2 separate regions of the Sus scrofa genome follow, and region 1 is linked to region 2. Evidence: chromatin contacts called from public promoter capture Hi-C data. All regions are on one chromosome and are shown on one strand. Each heading gives the region's core, a stretch centred on a gene start, on an enhancer-like site or on the middle of the called end of the contact. The rest is flanking DNA. Distances are from core to core; before and after follow the strand shown. Region 1 holds the start of KISS1R (KISS1 receptor). Region 2 holds the start of SBNO2 (protein strawberry notch homolog 2).

What was found. Promoter capture Hi-C pulls out the DNA fragments that hold promoters and counts their contacts.
Region 1: a contact with region 2 is called in a promoter capture Hi-C map of fetal skeletal muscle, with 2.8 times the contacts expected there. The contact joins the promoter of KISS1R here to the promoter of SBNO2 in region 2. A contact is called at or near these places in 3 of 5 promoter capture datasets (fetal liver, fetal skeletal muscle and liver), 1 of 47 Hi-C or Micro-C datasets (fetal skeletal muscle) and 1 of 2 datasets of contacts at active chromatin or transcription factors (alveolar macrophages).

What each region holds. Positions count from the first base shown.
Region 1 is chr2:77,477,897-77,480,596 of Sscrofa11.1, reverse strand. KISS1R (KISS1 receptor) reads left to right here and starts at 1,393. Exons shown (of 6, transcript NM_001044624.2): 1 at 1,393-1,423. It overlaps R3HDM4 (R3H domain-containing protein 4), which reads right to left and starts at 1,338. Exons shown (of 8, transcript XM_003122984.3): 1 at 1,181-1,338. The coding sequence starts at 1,263.
Region 2 is chr2:77,276,643-77,279,394 of Sscrofa11.1, reverse strand. SBNO2 (protein strawberry notch homolog 2) reads right to left here and starts at 1,336. Exons shown (of 33, transcript XM_021084268.1): 1 at 1-1,336.

The sequences.
Region 1 (2,700 bases), core at 144-2,643, 200 kb before region 2:
TGGTACAGGAAATCAAGGAGGGCTCAGAGCGGAGGTGACTCAGGCTGGGGTGGGGCCGACTCAGGGGGCAGAGGCCACCTCCCCTCCCAGGACATGGAAGTGAGGAGACCTGGGGGCAGGTCAGAGGGACCCACTTGGTAGGTAAATACCCACTTTGGGTGGTTAAGCCGCCTCAAAAGGGGTAAATACCCACATCTGTGGAGCCCGGTAGGGCCTCTGCCTAAAAATCCAGGTGGAGATAATAACAAAAAAGTAATAACAAGTGTAATAATAAAGCAATAATAAAATAGTAAAATGACAGTCTTCTTAAATAGTAATAAAAGATCCCAAACAGTAAGATATTTAAGATAATTATTAAGGAATGGATGCTCCCCTTTGCTGGGCACCTCCAAGTGCACGGTCACTGACCCCAGCCACTCTGGCAGGAGCACTATTATTTCATTTTGCAGATGGGGAAACTGAGGGATGGAAGGGGTAATAACCCACCCAGGCCACTTGGACAGGCACACTGGAGGAGGCTGAACTGGAACCCAAGCAGTCAGGGTGGCCCACCCAGGTATCCACATAAATACCCAGGTTAGAAAGAAATCAGTGACGACGGGGGACATAACCATACGGGGACGACCCACCTTCCTGTCTGCCTCCCGCGACAGACGCGACGGGGCTGTTAAGTCCCTCTTTAACTGGGATATCTATCTGGAGAAAAACAAAGGGCCTGTCCACCAGGAGATGGGGGGCTGACAATCCCGAGGGGTACACAGGACTGGCTGGGAGGTGAATAAACACCTGGCTTGGAGACAGCAACAGCGGCAAGTGGCTAAATACCCAGAACAACACCAGCACGGTTTCCGGGTACACCGCGCGCAACGGCACCACCTCACCCGAGCTCGCAACCCAGCGCCCGGGACCCTCGAAGCCCGGAGGCTGCAGCACCCGGGGGTCTTTAAGGGAGACATGGATGTGTCTCCCTGCGTCCCGGCAAATGCCCGGCGTGACGGGGATGGGGCTCCCTCGGTAAACGGCACTAACAATAAAGCCCCCCCCGCGCCGCTCCCCTCTGCGTGGGGGAGCCCCAAGGAGAAGGGGCGGGGCGGGCCCGGGGCTGCCGCCGGGGAGGGGGACAAGAGAGGGGGCCCCGGAGCCTGGGAGCGCGCCCCGCCCGCCTGCCCGCCGCACTCACAGCGTCCGCCGCCCGCCGGGGGAGACCCCCGCCGCCGCCGCCGCCACCTCCGGGCCGCCCTCCGGGTTCTCCAACGCTACCATAGCTCGGACACCCCGGTGCCTGCCGCCGCCCGACAGGGCCTTCACGGGGCCGGGCAGGAAGTGACGGGCACCCGGGGGCGGGCCGGGGCGGAGCCTGGAGGCTGGACGCGCCGGGCGGGGAGGGTGGCCAGGTCCCTGCCAGACCGGGGCTGCGGGCAGAGTACGTCCAGCGCCGGGCACCGACGAGGACCCTAAGACGGGGCTCAGGGACCGTAGCCATGTCCCGGCCGGACCCGAGCTGCTGGGGATGGGAGGAGCGGGGGAAGGACACCCAACCCCGGGGGACGGGGACCAGTACCACATCCCCGCCAAACCCGGGCTGCGGGGGTGAAGGGAAGACACGCAGACCCGGGAACGGTCGGGGACACTGAGATAGAAGGCCGCGGCTGTCCCTGCGCCCAGGCGGGGATGTGAGCGGGGCACCCAGCCCTGGGAGGACAGATAGGGAAAGTCAGGCCCGGGTAAAGAGGAGGGAAGGGGATGTCTTTTTCCGAGGCAGATGAAATGACCCATGCTACTACCCCCACCCAGCACAAACAGGGCTTTCCTTCCACCAGCCCCTCTCAGTCCTCCCTAAGAGTGCACCCTGGAGCCTGGCTGAGAGCCGTTTACTCATCTGTAAATATAGAAGAAAGCGAGCCCCACCCCCTTTTGCCTTTTAGTTTAGTTTTTTTTTGTTGTTGTTGTTGTTGTTGTTGCTATTTCTTGGGCCGCTCCCGCGGCATATGGAGGTTCCCAGGCTAGGGGTTGAATCGGAGCTGTAGCCACCGGCCTACGCCAGAGCCATAGCAACGCGGGATCCGAGCCGCGTCTGCAACCTACGCCACAGCTCACGGCTCACGGCAACGCCGGATCGTTAACCCACTGAGCAAGGGCAGGGACCGAACCCGAAACCTCATGGTTCCTAGTCGGATTCCTTAACCACTGCGCCACGACGGGAACTCCTAGTTTTTTCATTTAGCAAATGCCCACCTTCTTTGGGGAGGGAGGCAGGGCTCTCCCCTTCCAGCAGTGATCAAACAGACCCCCACCCTCCGCAGTAGGCTACGGAAGAGGAGACTTTTGGAAAGAGGCCTGGCAGGTTGCAAAAGTAGGAAGGGTGTGCCAGGTAGAGAGAACTGTCAGTGCAGAGGTCCTGGGGCATCCACAATGGCCAGAGCAGGGGGATGGTAGAGACTGGGGGTTTCCGGGGAGGGCAGATCAGTGAGACTGGTAGCCCTTTGATGACAGATTTGGTTTTTGATGAAAGGGCAATGGGGAGCCAGGGGAGGGTTTAGAACAGAGAATTAAACCTGTTGGAGAATCTAGAATCCACCCTTCCTTCCACAAGGAAAGTAAGGAACCAGGACCATGTTAAGGGACAACACTGGGATACAACCCGCTAGATCTAGCCTGGTGGAAATTGTACAGGACAAACAACCTGATTGCTTTAACAAA
Region 2 (2,752 bases), core at 87-2,586:
CCATCCCACTGCTGCTTCCTGTGTCAGCCTTTGACCCCAGTGCTGCGACTCTGAAACTGACTCCCGGGAAATGCCAGACGCCTGTCTTCCGGAATGTGGCACCACTCTCTGCACCAGCTGCGAGCCTGGAAGGACTGCCAGAGAGGCCTCTTTCGGTTTCACTTGGGGATGTGCTCCAATGGGGATGGAGACCAATTGGATGGAGGCACCTGCCCCGGACTGGACAGTGCAGTTAGCGCAGTTGCCCTGGGAACCCAGGAGGGTGGGGCAGATGCCCAGCTGTGAGAACCCAGGGGGGCACTGGGGGACATAATAGGGGCCAAATTCAAAGCCTTCCCCTGGGTAGTGTCTCTGCTAGCTGTGCCCTGGAGGCTCCCAGGCAGCACAGGGGGAGCGCAGAGCTGACTTACTGGGTGACTCCCCTCAGCCCCACTTCCTGCAGTCAGGGCAGAGCCAGGGCCTGGGGGCTGCCAAGGGAGACTCTTTGACCCTGCATAAAGTGGGGAGACGGCACCTTGTCCCCCCTCATGGGACTGAGAGGAGAAAGATAGCCCCCCCCAGGCCGCAGCACATGGGTACCTGTGAGCAGAGGCCAAGTCCTGCTTTCTCTTTTTCTTAAATACTTCTTTGTTCTATGGAGAAGTGATTCACAGGCCACACACTTCACTCATTTAAAGTGTACAATTTAGCGGTCTTTAGTACATTCCCAGAATTGTACAACCATCACCTCTAATTTCAGAACATTCCATCACCCCCAAAAGAAACCTCACTCCCATCAGCACTTGCCTCCACCTCCTCCCCAGCCCCTGACAGCCTCTAATCCATCTCTGTCTGTAGATGTGCCTGTTCTGGACGTTTCACATAAATGGAATCTCACACTGTGTATCCTTCTGTGTCTACTTCTCTCACTGAGCTTCACGTTCTCAAGGGCTGTCCAGGTCTTAGCAGGTCTTAGCGCTGCCTCCACAGGGGGCCAGGCAAGCCCAGAGCATCAAAAACTTCTCGGGCGGGCTCCCACCTGAGGGCAGGGCAGCTACATGCCCCAGTGAGAGAAGCTGGTGGCTGTCACTAGGCAGGATGATAAAGGAAGTTTGCTTCCTATCCAGCCCCATGGAGGCTGCCCATGTGGGATTGACCCAGCAGCAGGGAAGAGGGTAGCTCTGAGGGACAGGAACAGGGGTTTCACTCAGGGGAGAGGAGCCCACAGAAGTACTCAGGCTGCACACACAGGGAGACAGTGGGCAAGCAAGGGCAGGCCAGGCCTGGACCGGGTCTGAGTGACCTCGCTCCTGGTTACACCAGCATCCAACCACACAGCCCTTGGCTGCAGAAAAAGGGGCTGGAAATGCTCCAAGCCTGCATAAGACACACACACACGTGCACGCACGCACAGATACACACACTCACCTGCATGCACACACAAGACACTTGCACACACATGCATGCAACACTCACACATGACATATGCACACACTGTCATGCACGCCCTCACATGGACGTGCACTGCTGTACATGTGTATCCGTGAAACATGTGTGCGTGCGCGTGCGCGTGTGCACGCGCACACACACACACACACACACCGCCATGTGTCCACACAGACACACATGCACCCTGGAACTGCGCTAGCATCATGGGGGGCTGTCTCCCCACTCTGCTCTCAATGACATGACCCCCACATAGGGAACAAGCAGATCCCCGCCCCCGTCAGTGGCCGTAAAAGCTTCAACAGGCGGAGGCCGTCCTGGGAGGGAGGCAGCCTCTGGGGACTGGACACAGTTGCCTCTTTATTCCCGGCCCAGCTCACTCACGCAGCCAGAGCCCTGTGCTGGGTCAGCGTTTCCGGCCTGGCCCCTGCTGGAGGGGTATCTGAGACTTTGCTAGAACCGAGCTGGGTCAGCCCAGGCTGGTCCTGTCCCCAGTGGGGGCCAGGCCTGCAAGCCATGGGGGTCCAGCCTCAGTAACCCCCGAGCTAGAGAGCGCTGGCCTTGGCTGCATACCTGTGGCCTCATCCCGCCCCAACTTCAAAGCCAACTGCCTCTTCTACGCTCCACCCTGCAGACTCCCCTACAAATCAGGCTCCACATCTGGGCCCTAGGCCTCCGCCAGCCCCCCTCCAAAGAAGAAACATCTCCCCCAACACACTTACACACACACACACACACACACACACACACACGGCGGGTCCAGCTCCAGGCAGGTGTGAGCAGACATCTGCTCAGAAGCTCAGAGTCAAACAAAGAGCCCACGCCCTCCAGAATTCCAGAATGCTGTCCCCAGGTCCCCATACTGGCTGTCCCTGGGGACAGCACGTTGTACCTGGCAGGGTCTGTGCTGTGTCTCCCCTGCCATGGGGTAACCTGGGACTGCCGCCCGTCCTGCCCTTCCCTGGCCCACTCACCAAGGGGCCCAAGCAGCCAGCTCTGGGCAGCCATCGCCCAGCTATGGGGCCTCCCCTGGGAAAATCCAGGGTGCTTGGAAGAAAAGGTATGGCTGAGCTTGCAGGAGCTTCTCCAGGCTGCCCAAGGACCTCAGGTCTCGGCCTCAAGGAAATGGGTGCTTGGCTATTTCTCTCCTCACAAGTCTCACTGACAGCATAGCTGCCCCCTCCAGTGGGACAAGCAGGCCCCAGGGCAGGGAACATGAAATGCAGGGTCAGGTCCAGCCCAGAGCAAGGGCAGGGCCTCACATCTACTGACTGAGGCCAACCTTGGACTTCTCTGGAGTCTCACATCTGACAGATGGCTTTTCTTC